Linked DNA regions of Sus scrofa: regions 1 and 3 are each linked to region 2. Evidence: chromatin contacts called from public Hi-C and HiChIP or PLAC-seq data. All regions are on one chromosome and are shown on one strand. The core of a region is the stretch at or near the end of the contact, and the rest is flanking DNA. Distances in the headings are between cores, read along the strand shown.

Evidence for each region. A called contact is a pair of places that touch in the nucleus more often than the background predicts. HiChIP or PLAC-seq counts read pairs in DNA pulled down with a chosen protein or histone mark.
Region 1: a contact with region 2 is called in an H3K27ac HiChIP or PLAC-seq map of alveolar macrophages. The contact joins the promoter of SPPL2B here to the promoter of GADD45B in region 2. A contact is called at or near these places in 2 of 47 Hi-C or Micro-C datasets (embryonic fibroblasts and heart right ventricle) and 1 of 2 datasets of contacts at active chromatin or transcription factors (alveolar macrophages).
Region 3: a Hi-C map of liver shows a contact between it and region 2, with 4 times the contacts expected there. The contact joins the promoter of GNG7 here to the promoter of GADD45B in region 2. A contact is called at or near these places in 3 of 47 Hi-C or Micro-C datasets (embryonic fibroblasts, liver and skeletal muscle).

What each region holds. Positions count from the first base shown.
Region 1 is chr2:76,245,723-76,250,271 of Sscrofa11.1, forward strand. SPPL2B (signal peptide peptidase-like 2B) reads right to left here and starts at 1,345. Exons shown (of 15, transcript XM_003123025.5): 1 at 1,245-1,345. The coding sequence starts at 1,304. LSM7 (U6 snRNA-associated Sm-like protein LSm7) reads left to right here and starts at 1,288. Exons shown (of 4, transcript XM_003123024.4): 1 at 1,288-1,449; 2 at 1,542-1,632; 3 at 4,364-4,435. The coding sequence starts at 1,303.
Region 2 is chr2:76,109,243-76,113,563 of Sscrofa11.1, forward strand. It overlaps GADD45B (growth arrest and DNA damage-inducible protein GADD45 beta), which reads right to left and starts at 2,216. Exons shown (of 5, transcript XM_005654701.2): 1 at 1,720-2,216; 2 at 482-832; 3 at 278-379. The coding sequence starts at 525.
Region 3 is chr2:75,927,134-75,931,665 of Sscrofa11.1, forward strand. GNG7 (guanine nucleotide-binding protein G(I)/G(S)/G(O) subunit gamma-7) reads left to right here and starts at 2,744. Exons shown (of 6, transcript XM_021084181.1): 1 at 2,744-2,853. DIRAS1 (GTP-binding protein Di-Ras1) reads left to right here. Exons shown (of 2, transcript XM_021084177.1): 2 at 1-98.

The sequences.
Region 1 (4,549 bases), core at 95-2,594, 140 kb after region 2:
CTGAGAGGGAGGGGCAATGAAGCTGAGGCTAAGTGTATGACCAGGCAATTCATACACAACCCTACATACAGAACCCTCCCTGGGCCTGGTTCTTCATGGCGCTCAAGAGGAAGACCAGCTCTCCACTGACAGGAGGCTGCTTGCTCACAGCCCTAAACCCACTCCCTACCATTCTGTGACCCTGGGCGAAAGAGAGAAGTGCAGGGAGCCTTCAATACACTAGAGCTGGAAAGGGGAAGCTTCCTGACAGCCAGATCACAGGGGCTTCACGAATGCACCAGGAAGCTGCCAGAAGGCTCTCCTCTGGGCACAAGACATGACACACTTTGAGAAAGATCGCTCCTGCAGTGTTGAGAATGAACCGGGGGTGCAGAGAACAAAAGTGGCCACAGAGGAAAGCCATCTGCCTGGAGCAGAGGTGGAGGGGCTGGAGCAGGCTAATGACCCAGTTTTGGGAGCTGTTGGGGGCCACCACTGCCTAAGCTGTGGAACCTGAGAGAGGGGGAGGATTTGGTAATAAAAGATGCACTTATGACAATGTATATCAGCCACCTCGTGGTAGTTCCCCCCACTAGCACCTGGAGACCCTTAACGTTAAATGACAGAGAAGTAGCATGCTGCGCGTTCATGATCCCATATATCATCTCGCTGACTCTATACTGTACACTTATCTTCCTTTTGCAGACAAGGAACTGATACTCAAAGCGGGGAACTCCCTTGCCAAGGTCATGCGAGCAAAAGATGCGGCGGCGATTCGACCCCACTTCGGGGCTGGGCTCCCGGCTGCGTCCCAACACCGCCAGACCCTGGGTGCCGCGCTGGACAGTTTACCACAACCACGGTCGAGGCAGATAGCGTCGCACTCAAGGAGAAACTGAGGCTCGGAGAGGGGTAGCTCCCAGACCAAAGTCACGAAGCTAGAGGGGCGTCTCTGGCGGCGGTTGGAGACCCCGGGGTGGACAAGCGGGGCTCGGGGCAGGAGAGGGGGAACCCCCCCTTAAGACTCCGGCGGGGCCTGGTGACGCTGCGGCTGGGAAGGGCTTCCAGGCAGGGAAGGCAGACGCGCCGGGGACAGTCCGGCAAGGTCACTGCCGGCCCCGAGCCCGCGGGCCGACCGCGTAGGGGGCACGGACACCCTAGGTTGACCCCCAGGCCAGGCCGAGCGGACCCCTATGCGGGGTCGGGGGGCCAAGGAGTAATGGCACCGCGGATGGCGAGGCCGCCAGGGTCGGCGCCGCCCTCACCTGGGCTGCGAGGAGAACGAAGGCCGCCGCGAGCCGAGCCAGCGATGCCACCGCCGCCATGTCGCCCGGTCCCCGCCGCAGGCGTCGGCAGATGTTTCCCAGCAACGCCTTGGCGCCCCGCGCTGCGCAGGCGCCAGGCGTCCGCCGCGCATGTGCAGGGGGCAGAGGCCAAAGGGCGCGGCGCGGCGGCGGCGGCAAGATGGCGGTGAGCGTGCGGCGCGGCTGGCTTGGCTGGAGGGGCTGGCGGGGCAGAATCTGGCCGCGCTTCCCCCCTCACGCAATGTGCTTTCCTCGCAGGACAAAGAGAAGAAAAAGAAGGAAAGCATCTTGGACCTGTCCAAGTACATCGACAAGACTATTCGGGTGAAGTTCCAGGGAGGCCGCGAAGGTGAGGCCCCGCCCCCTGCCTCCCCCCCCCACTCTCCCCCTCTTAAGGTCCACACGGGGTAACGGGCAGCGGTACTGATGACGAATACCTGGGCGGCGCTTTAATCGTTTAGTTCGGAGAACTCGTGCCGGCTTGCAAAAGGCGCCGGGAGGTAGGAACGATTACGGCCCTGTTGCAGGTGGGGAAACTGAGGCACGGGAAAAGGCCCCAAACTAACCCAAAACCCAGTGGCTGGGATTCACTGCTCTGCCTGCTGTGGTTCTTTCTCACCCAGGTGGCTGCCCCAGCTCCTCACCGTGCTCCTGCACCAGGGTTTCTCAGGCTCGGCACTGCTGACATTGGGGCAGCAGTGTTCTCTGTGGAGGTTTGTCCTGGGCGTTGTAGAGTGTGAAACAGCATCTCTGATTCCCACCCACTTGATGCCAGGAGCCCCCCATTCGTGACGACCACAGACCTCCCAGACATGGCCCACTGTCCCTTGGGGGACAGAACTGACCCGGTTGAGAACCATGGCCCTATGGTCAATTTTTATGAAGCCACCAGAGGGATCTGTTATAAAGAAATCCCATCTCCTTGTTCACGGTTGTTCCAGGGTAAAGGAGGAACCTTTTGCTCCAGAGTAATGCTGGGAGTTCTCAACCGCCACAGGGCTGTAAAGATACTTGTTTTCTCTGTCTTGAGCACCTTTACCAGGTTAACTGGCTACCAAGTTAACTTGGTCATTTCCCCACTGGCAGCTCAATACCATTGCTCTGGGAAGCTTTCCCTGACTCCCCAGCCCAGGTCAGGCCTCTTTGTTATGAGCTTCTACTAGTACCTGTCACACAGTTTGCAGCTTTCTGCTGTTATTGTGAGGCTTTAACTCTGCGTCTCCTACTGGAATCTGGTAAGGAGACTGCAGGGTCATGCGGGCAGTGCCGTCCATGGCAGAGCCCTCTTGTCCACTCAGCTGCTGTGGAACTTTGGGCAAGGCACTATCTTTTCTGAGCCTCAGTCTCTTCCTTTGTCAGAGGCTATTATTGACTCCGCCCACCTCAGCAGTGGGGATTAAAGAGTTCAAGGCAGGTAAAGTGTTAACAGGGTTCCCGATGGAGGTTCCCAGGCTAGGTGTCTAATCGGAGCTGTAGCCGCCGCTTATGCCAGAACCACAGCAACTCGGGATCCGAGCCGTGTCTGCGACCTACACCACAGCTCACGGCAACACCAGATCCTTAACCCACTGAGCAAGGCCAGGGATCAAACCTGCAACCTCATGGTTCCTAGTCAGATTTGCTAACCACTCAGCCACGATAGGAAGTCCCTGACAGATAATTCAAGGTCAACATTTCACTTATTCAGCTTCCTCTGATCTTCAGTTTCTTAAACAGTGCTCCAGATCCCTCCTTCCCTGAGCTGTGGACAGTTGAGTAGCATCAGAATGGCTAAAAGCACAGTCAGTGCCTGCCAGTCGAGGTACCTGGCACAGTGAGGATTTGAACATGCTAGTACCATCCTAGCTCTGAAACATAGGAGATAGGTCTCGTCTCGGGGTGCTTATGTTTGCAACGCTGCGGAGCAAACGGCCACCAGTTAGCTGCTTAAACAACACACGTTTTTATCTCAACAGTGTGCGTGGTTTCTATACTCTGGGTGCCTCAGGTCGCTGACAAGGTGGCCATAAAAGAGTGTCTCTGGGAGCTTGTCATCTGAGACCCAGTTCCTCCTGCCTGCCCACTGGTTGTTGGACTCAGGTCCCCGTATTCTGGCTAAAGTGGGCCAGAGACCCTTTTGGCTCTTGGAGGCTGCCTGCTGCCCTTGCCATGGGCTCTGTCCATCGCCTAGCAGTTTGCTTCTTCAAAGCCAGCAGGAAAATCTCTTTTGTCCAGAAAGTGCCCATTCCTTTAGTAGCTCACCTTTCAGGTTGGGCCTACCCAGCATAGCCTCCCTTTAGGTTCACTGAAAGTCAGCCGACTCTTGAACCTTAATTACAGCTGCGAAGCCTTCTGTCTCTGTCACATGACCACAGAGTGATGTCCCATCGTTGCTCCTGTTCCACACTGAGGGGAGGGGGTTCCCAGGCGTGTTCTCGGGGTGAGGGAATGCCGGTTCTGTCTCAGAATCCTGCCCGCCTGCCACAGTGCACCCGTCCCCTTGAGGGGGGCAGACCCACAGGTGTGGGCTCCCGGCCCCCAGGCCAAGTGCCCGAATGCATTGTCCACTCTCCATAACCCCATGAAGTAGGTTCTATCACAGTCTTTGTTCCGTAGGGGAGGGTCAAGCAGGAAAAGGACGCAATGACAGGGCTTCAAACTCAGGTGGGGCCGACAGACATTTTCTATAGAAGACCGGACATGGAATATTTTCAGCTCTGCAGGCCAGACTGTCTCTTTTGAAACCACTCAACTGCCATTGCAGCAGGAAAGCAGCCACAGGCGACATTTAGCAAATGAACATGGCTGTGAGCCAGTTAAACTGTTTACAAAACAGGCACAAGGTTTCGCTGACTGTTCTGGTGGGGGTGGTTTGGGGTCAGCTGACACTGCTCCCCTTCTGGGAGCCCTTCCCTCGCTTTCTCCTTGGTCCCCTGTCTCCAGAGCAGCTGCTCCCACATCTGCATCTGGTTGCAGGGTGACCCCTTGCCGGTGGGGCACCCCCATCCTGCCGACACCTGGATGCAGTTCAAACCTGCCCCAGGATGACCACTGATCTTCCATCTCTCTGTCTCTCTTCTTTTCTCGGTGATTCTGACAAGCCAGTGGAATCCTGAAAGGGTTTGACCCACTCCTCAACCTCGTGCTGGATGGCACCATCGAATACATGAGAGGTGAGTGCAGCTGGCGGGGCTCCAAGCGTCCTTGCCAGGCTTTCCTTACTGTTCCAAAGTCACTCAGCTGCCACCCAAGTGCTAACCATGAATGTTGTGCCTTGTGGATCAGAC
Region 2 (4,321 bases), core at 966-3,465:
TATGCCTGCAGACGGTGGGATGGAGGTGATGTTCGGTTCAAGGTTCTGGGCGGGGGCGGGGGGAGGTAAGGCAGGGATATTGATGGGGAGGTTGCTTACACATGATGCAGCACCGGGATACTGCAGCCTCCCCACTCAGAAAGCAGAAAGGCCCTCAACCCACAGTAGGGACACATGGAGATGTCCCAGCCCCATGCAAGAGAGGGGCGCAGCAAGGATCGTGCAAAGCGAAGGGAGTCCCCACCCGCGCCCATCCCGGGGACGGGGTCTGACTCACACATTCATCAGCTTGGCCGACTCGTACACCCCCACGGTGAGGCGGTCCTGGCGCTGCGCGGCCACCAGCAGCTCCTCCACCGCGGCGCTCACCGTCTGCATCCTGGAGCCAAGGAAGATGGGGGTCAGCGCCGGATCGGCCACCGGGTACTCCGGTCCCCGCCCGGCCCGGCCGACCTCAGGCGGCGGGGCCCCGGTTACTTACTTTTGCGCCGCGTTGTCGCATGCCACGAGCTCTTCCAGTGTCATGTTGCAGTTATAATCCACAGTGGAAAACAGCCACACGACAGTTCCAAGGATGAAAATGAAAAATCCGAGGCCGGAGAGCCCAAAGCCTTCCCACGGAGCCCGAGCGTTCGTCTAGACCTTCAGATCGCAGCGAAATCCTCTCCACAAAAAACGAAAAAGATTGCAAATACCTCAGCAAAAAATAATCCAGGAAGCGACCGCTAACAGCGCGAGTCCTCAGCTTCAATAATCTGAACCCGCGGCCGCGGGCACCGCCACTTATAGACTGTACAATAGGGGCGTGGCCCCGGTGGACCGTCTTCTCTTCCTATTGGAGGAAAAACAAAGGCGAGAGAAACAGGCGCCGCGGTTGGCTGGCGGTGGGAAGAGGGCGGGGCGCCGTGCGGGGGCGCCCCACGTGGGGGCGAGAGCTGGGAGGAGGGCGCGAGGGGGGGAGCGGGGAGTTTGAGTGCCAGAAAAAAAAAAAAGCAGAAGTTTTCTCCTGATTTCCCGGCAGCCGAGCCGCGTTTCGGGGCGCGCGCGGGATTTCCAGCGCGCCAGGCGGCCCTGACTTTCGGGGGGGCCTGGAATCCCCTCCCCGTCCTCGGAGAGTCCCCGGCCTGCACCTTTCCAAGTCCTGCTGGGGTTTTGCATGGGGAGAGAGCACTGTTTGCAGCCTGATCCTTTCTAGTGATGGTTTCCGGGATCTCCCCAGGCTGCAGGGACCCCAGACCCAGGGTGACTTAACTTTCTGGGCCCTTGTCTAATGGGAATGCAGCGCTGGCCTCCTTGGGTTGCAGGAGTGCAAAATAAAATTAGGAGTACGCAGTAAGCGAATAACAAGCAAGCGGTGATGGTTGCGGGAGACTGCCTCCAGGTCTCCAAAGTTGGGGGCTGCGAAGGCGGCCTGAGTCCCCACCTGTCCTATGACAATGCACACTGTCCTCATTGGGTTGCAGGAAGCCTTGACTTTAATAGGGAGGTACACAGTACGCACTCCGTAGAGTCAGTTACGACCTGGTAGTCGTAAGAGGCCGCCTCGAGGTACCCAGAAGCAAGGGTTGCAAAGCCTAGGACCGAGACGCGATGCCCCCTCCCCACCCGCCGCGAGTTTCAGGGTGGGGCGAGCGTGGGAGGTGCAGGTGGCTCCGCCTCGCAGGTTCCGCGCCCCCTGCTGGCGCCTCACTTTGGGTTGTTTGCACCTCCGCGCCTCACCTGACAGTGGGGGAATTAGAGGCCGGAGAGAGATCGAGGGAAAACATTTTTGCAGGCGTTGCGTGCTGCCACCTTGGCACGCTTCCCGCGATGCTCGCCACTTTTACTTCCTCCCTCCGGAGAGGGCGCTGAGTGTATTGAGAGTACTGTGTATCAGGCTCCCCCTATCACTTGCCTTATCTCTTAATCCCCAAGAACCTAGGAAGCAAGGGCTATGCTTATCTGCATGATGTAGAAGAGGAAACTGAGGCTTCGTGAGGCTTCCACTCCCTCAAGCTACGGGTTAATTCGTACTGGAACCACACTTGTGCGCCAGGCACGGCCGCACTCTGGGACTGCCGCCAGCCTCGCCCTCTCCCCGGGAAAGCAGTTCACGAGCCAGGCGGGCAGGCCCGCGTAGGACTTTCTCCCACGGTCGATCAGGGGCTCCCGGGTGACTCACAGCTGCGCCCCCTCCCCCGCCAGCCTGGGGTCTGGTCTCTGCCCCGCCGCTCGGTTCCCCCAGCTCCTCGGCCAGCGGTCGAGCTGACGCATCCCGCCGCCTCCGCGCCGCCCACCGTGGGGGCGCGAAATGTTCTGGGCGCTGTAAGGCGAGTTGGCGCCACCTGGCGGCCATACGAGGTCCCTGCGGCCCGCAGCGCCGGAAGGGACAGACCGGCGGGGGCCGGGTGAGGAGGAGGACTGAGGTAACAGCGGCAGTATTTTGTATACACAGTATTTTATATGTGCAACATGTATTTAATAAGTTTATAGATGCAATTTTTTGAAAAATCAAGTAAACTACTGCCCAGGGCTGCGAGTTTTGTTTTTCGTTTGTTTTTGTTCTTAGGGCCACACCCGCGGCATATGGAAGTTCCCAGGCTAGGAGTTGAATCAGAGCTGCAGCTGCTGGCCTACGCCACAGCAACGCAGGATCCGAGCAGTGTCTGCGACCTCCACCACAGCTCACGGCAATGCCGGATCCTTAACCCACAAAGTGAGGCTGAGGGATGGAACCGACAACCTCGTGGTTCTTAGTTGGAGTCGTTTCTGCTGCATCACACCGGGAACTCCCCCCCTGTTGTTTTTTTTTTTTTATGGTAAAATATGCGTGCTATATATCATTTTGACCATTTGTAAGCATACTGTTTGGTGGTGTTAAATATATTCACAATGCTGTGTCACAATCACCGTGATCTAGACCTCAAAATTTTCTATCATTCCCAACATAAACTCCTGGGAGTTAAACATGAGCTACCACCAGCTCCTGTCACCTACCATTATACTTTGTCTCTATGAATTTTATCCTTTAGGGAGGAGGAAGAGAGTGGGATGGACGGGCACTCAGGGTTTTTGTATGCAAACTGTTAAATTTGGAATGGACCAGCAATGGGCTCCTACTGCACAGCACAGGAAACTGTGTGTGATTGGGTCACTTTGTTGTACAACAGAAATTGAAGAGATGTTGTAAATCAAGTATACTTTAATAATAGTAAAAAAGGAACCTCCCATAGATGGGATCATAGTGTATTCATCCTCTTGTGTCTGACTTATTTTATTGAACATAATGTCTTCAAGTCTCATCCATGTATACGTCAGAATTTCCTACTTTTGGGAGTTCCATTCGTGGCTCAGTGGTTAACGAACCTGGTTAGGATCCAAGAGGATGCAAGTTCGAGCTCTGGCCTTGCTCAGTGGGTTTACAATCCTGTGTTGCCATGAGCTGTGGTGTAGGTTGCAGATGAGCCTCAGATCCTGGCTTGCTGTGGCTGTGGCACGGGCCAGTAGCTGTAACTGATTCGACCCCTAGCCTAGGGACTTCCATATGCCACGGGTGCGGCCCTCAAAAAAAAAAAAAAAGCAAAAAAAAAAAAAAAAAAGAATTTCCTCCTTTTAATTTAATGCTGACTAATATATTGCATGGATAGACCATATTTAGTTTATCCAATTCACCTGTTGTTGGGCATAGGGGTGGTTTCCAGTAATTGTTGTGTTGCATTACTTGTTTTTGTCCACAAAGTTTTATCGGAACCAGGGCAGGTTGTATGGTGAGGAGAGTGAAGCATCCACCACCTCAGGCACAAATTTTAAGGGAATGCTACAAAACTCAGTCGTCAAATAAGCAAATAATGTAGTTGATTGCAGTTGATTTACAATGTTGTGCCTTAATTTTTTTTTTTATGGCCTTAACTGCAGCATAAGAAGGTTCCCAGGCTAGGGGTCCAGTTGAGGTTGCAGCTGCTGGCCAAGCCACAGCCACAGCAACTCAGGATTCAAGCCACATCTGTGACCTATGCCATAGCTTGTGGTAATACTGGGTCTAAGCCATTGAGCAAGGCCAGGGATTGAACATGCATCCTCATGAACACTATGTCAGGTTTTCAACCCACCACTGAGCAACAATTCTGAACTCAAAGTTTAGTAGTTCCCTGGTGATTCCTTAGGTTAAGGATCTGGCATTGTCACTGTAGTGGCTTGTGTCGCTGCTGTGGCACAGTTTCGATCCCTGGCCCAGGAACTTCTGCATGCTGTGAGTGAAGCCAAAAAAGTTTTTTTTTAATTTTTTGTTTTTCTAGGGCTGCACCTGCGGCATATGGAGGTTCCAGGCTAGGGATCGAATGGG
Region 3 (4,532 bases), core at 1,494-3,993, 180 kb before region 2:
GCATGTGGGTGCCCCCCACCCCCACCGCCCCCGTCGTGGGGTCTGTGTAGCATTCGCTCTAGAAATAGTCTTCCTGCAATAAAGAAGTGGATCCTGCATCCCCCACCAGTGCACCTTCTTTGGGGTGGGGAAGTCAGCTCGCCCCCTGAAAAGGATGAGGGATGGGAGGAATGGGGAAGTGAGGGATGGGGGTGTGGGGGGAGTTTGGACTTTTGTGATGAGGATTCTGGGGCATGGTGGGAACATTTCAGTGTTTCACCCCTGTGGTCCCCACAAAACATCTCACAGGTCCTTCTGGACCCTGTATTTACCGCACCAAGTGGAACGGATGGGATGGGCACTATGGTCCCTATGTTACGTGGGGAGAAACTTGCAGGGCCTCAGTTTTCCCATCTACTAAATTGCTCAGGGCAAAGTTTGCAAATTTATTTATTTATCTTTCTTTCTTTCTCCCTTTCTTCCTTTGCTTCTTTCTTCCTTTCTTTTATGGCTATACTTATGGCATTTGGAAGTTCCCAGGCTAGAGGTCAAATCGAAGCTGCAGCTAAGGGCTACGCCACAGCCATGGCAACACTGGATCTGAGCTGCCTGTGCCACCTATGCTGCAGCTTGTGGCAATGCCAGATCCTTAACCCATTGAGTGAGGCCAGGGATCGAAGTTGCATCCTCATGGATACCAGCTGGGTTCTTAACCTACTGAGCCACAACGGGAACTCCAGAGTTCACAGATTTATAAGCAGGGCCAGGACTAGGGTGAGGAGATGGAGGCACTTGCCATAGGTGATCAAAAACTCAGCCGTCTAGATACTTACTTTAATGCAATATTTAATGCAAAGGAAGCTAGGGGTAGCTGGTGGCAAGGGAGGTGGTTTGCACAAGGCCAGAATCAGACCTTGACTTTCTTTAAAAATTTGGCTATTTTGTTCATCATGAATTATTTCTGCATTTATTTTGAATTTTTAAAATATGACATTAGTGGAGTTCCCGTCGTGGCGCAGTGGTTAATGAATCCGACTAGGAACCATGAGGTTGCGGGTTCGATCCCTGGCCTTGCTCAGTGGGTTGAGGATCCGGCGTTGCTGTGAGCTGTGGTGTAGGTTGCAGATGTGGCTCGCATCCCGAGTTGCTGTGGCTCTAGTGTAGGCCGGTGGCTACGGTTCTGATTAGACCCCTAGCCTGGGAATCTCCATGTGCCACAGGAGCAGCCTAGAAAAGGCAAAAAGAAAAAAAAAATGTCATTAGTTATCTTGATGGTGAGTGTTTCTGTCTCTTTGGGGGCACCCCTTCAGGTTCTGGATTTGAGAAAAGTGCCTCACTTGCTTTGCCCCAGCCCTGCCGTAATCTTTTTTGGGGCCACAAAGGAAGACTTGAGTGACACGTGCTCAGCTCCTTCTCCCAGGGCTCTTAGGAATTACCAGACCTCTCAATTTTTTGGGAGGGCCTGGAAATCTGGGTTCATTTTGTGAAATGTCCTGATTTTTAAATGTTGGCAACGAATTTTGAATTTTTACAGGATTTTGGGGGCTGTGTCTTGTCAGAGGGCCACAGGTTTGTAACTCTTGTTCAGAGAGTAACTCCTTCTGCAGGGTTGAACTGGGAAGTGAAAGGCCCCGGCGCTGGGTTCTGCCTGTATGTGGCAGGGTTGAGGAGACAGGTTCCTGCTGGGATGAAAGCAGCCCTGGGGGGGCTCAGCTGGGAGGCCAGCAGCTCAGATCACAGGGTAACAATGTTGCACAAAGTTCTCAAAGTCCCAGAATAAGGTGGCTCCAGCTTCCCATGTAAGAAATTCTCCCCTTCATGTCCACTGGATGCTTTTGGAGACATACCAAATGTTGCCTAAAATCCCATGGGGCGGTGGAGGGGGAAGCATGCTAAAAATGCACATTCCAGGGGTCTAGGTTCATTTGAGTTGTGTGTGGCCCAGGAATTTGTATTTTACAATCAAGGCCCAGCAGTTAGGACATTAAGAAACCCTGGAAATTATGAGACAAGCTTGCGTGAATGAACTTGAATTTAACCTCTCTGAGACTCAGTTTCCTCCTCTATAAAATGGGGATAATATCATTTCACCTCCTAGCCTTATGCAGAGCTTTAAGCTAGAGGGAGCAGTTATTATTGTAGTCCTGTAGATCAAGGGACTGATTAGTAGGGGACAGTCTAATCGGAGTAGGGGGTCTAATCAGAATTACAGCTGCCAGCCTAGCCACAGCCACAACAATGCAGGTTCCTGACCGGCGTCTGCAACCTACATACACCACAACTCACAGCAACGCTGGATCCTTAACTCACTGAGCAAGGCCAGGGATTGAACAGGCAACCTCATGGTTCCTAGTTGGATTCCGCGGCGCTAGGTCAGGAACTCCAGTAGGGGACAGTCTTACCCTGCAAGGGAGCTAAGATTTAGATTTGAACCCATGGCCCCACCCGGGATTCAAACTCACGAGCAGCCCAGCGCCTCCTTGACGTCACCAAGTCACCTCAGAAAATCGGCTAGTCGCCCAGCTGCTAGATCCACCACACCGTACCTATTTGCATATTAACATAGCTCCTCCCTCTCGCGTTCTCCCCTTGCGTGTGGCCAGCGGCGGTGCCACTCAGCGCTCCGCCTCCTGGCCCCGCCCGCGTCCCACGCCCCGCCCCCTCTCCTGGGTGCAGCCTACCCCGCTGCCTGATCTGTGCCCCGCCCCCACTCCTAGCTCCCGCCGCCCTGGCCTTCCATTGGCCGCTCCAGCCTCCAGTGCCCGCCCCTCGCGCGCCGGCCCCGCCCCCGCGGGGGGGAGCGAGCGCTCGCGGGCCCCGTGGTGGGTTCGGCTGCGCGGCGGGGCTGAGGCGGCCGCGAAGGTCCGAGCGCAGGTAAGGGCACGTGCGGCCGCGAATCGGGATGGGGTCCACCGCCCCTGTCTCGGGCGTCAGGGGCGGGCGTGCGGCCGGGGCGGAGGGGGAGGCCGGACGGTCCCAGGTGGGGGTCTTGGAACGGCTCCGAGTTGGCTGCGGACAGGGTTGGGAGTCCGGGTCTGTGAGGAGGGACGGAGAATCCCGATTAGAGTTGGGGGTGGGGGTCTGTGAGGGGGGGCCGAGGATCCGGGTTAGAGTTGTGGTCGGGGTTTGTGAGGAGAGGCTGGGGTCTGAGGAGGGCCGGGGAATCTGGGTTGTAATTGGGGATCTGGGCTGGGTTCTATGAGGAGGGGCCAGGGATCTGGGCTGGAGTTAGGGATTGGGGTCCACTGAACGGGGGCTGGGGTATCCAGGCTGGAGTTGGGGGTCAGGGTCTGTGAAGGGGAGGCTGGGGCCTACGATTCGGGTTGGAGTTGGGGGTCAGGGTCTGTGAGGAGGGGCTAGGGTCTGTGAAGAGGGGTCAGGGATCTGGGCTGGAGCTGGGCGTCAGGATCGTGAAGAGGGGGCCGGAGTTGGGGGCTGGCATTAGAATTAGGGATCAGGACTGGAGTTGGGGCTCCAAGTTAGCTGGGAAGAGGACTGCGATGGAGTTGGTCCCCTTGTCTAGGAAGGGTGATTGAGGACCTCTGGTCAGGATGAGCTGGCACAGGGCCAGAGAGCAGAGCTGAGGGGGAGCTGAGGGAAGCAGGTGGGGGTCAGGCTCCTTTCCAAAGGCATGGGAGAGCTGTGGGGAGAGGTGGAGAGTTAGGAGTGTGTGGGTGATGAGAAAGGGGGAGGTGGGATAGAAGCTGCAGGTGTTCTGCAGGAGGGTGACTTCAGGAGGAAATGGGGGCCTCAGAAGTCAGTTATGAAGATTGACGAGGGGAGTCACTGAGGCTTTGGCTGATCATTGGGGTCCAAGGGGGCATGGGTCAGAGACTCCTTGGCAAAGCAGTGAGCTGCAGGAGATGGGCGTTGGACATACTTTGCGAGGTCCGTTTCTGGGATGTGGTGCGCAAAGGGGAATGTCTTGGGAAGCAGAAAGCCTGGAGTTGGTGACTGAATTTTTCAGGAAATTTTGGGCTCAGGAGCGAGGAATCAAAGTGGGAGTTTTGGGGACAATGATACTAAGGGATGTAGGTGGCACTTTATTTTTCCCAGGGAGTAGGGTTGCTCAGGGTTGAAAGGTGGGCAGGAGAAGACAAGCTTGATGAACAGCAGCTGAGGGCCTTCCCTGTTGCTAGGTGTCAGCGAGGCAAATGCCAAGTTCACAAACTTGTTCAGTCATGTGCTGTGGTCTTGCCCAGATTGAGGTCATGGTCTCTGGAAGGTGGGCCTGTGTTCCCATCTTGACTCTGGCTGCTCGCTTGGCTGGCTTGCCTCTGGGGGGTTTAGTTTACTCCTCTGTAGAATGGCAAAGAAAACAGGAGCAGGCACCTCATAGGATTGCCGCGAGGGTCAAATGAGGGGATGCGTGCACCTTGCTTGCTCCTGGCACATGGTGAGGGTTCGTGCGCCTTGATAATAATGTTCTAAATTAAGGTTTTTTGGGGGGGAGGAAGGTGGGTGGGTAGAATTACTGGCTTGTCAAGGAGGGGAGGGAAGGAATCACTTGGAACTTGACTCCAGTCCCTCAATCTTGGGGTGCACATAAGAAT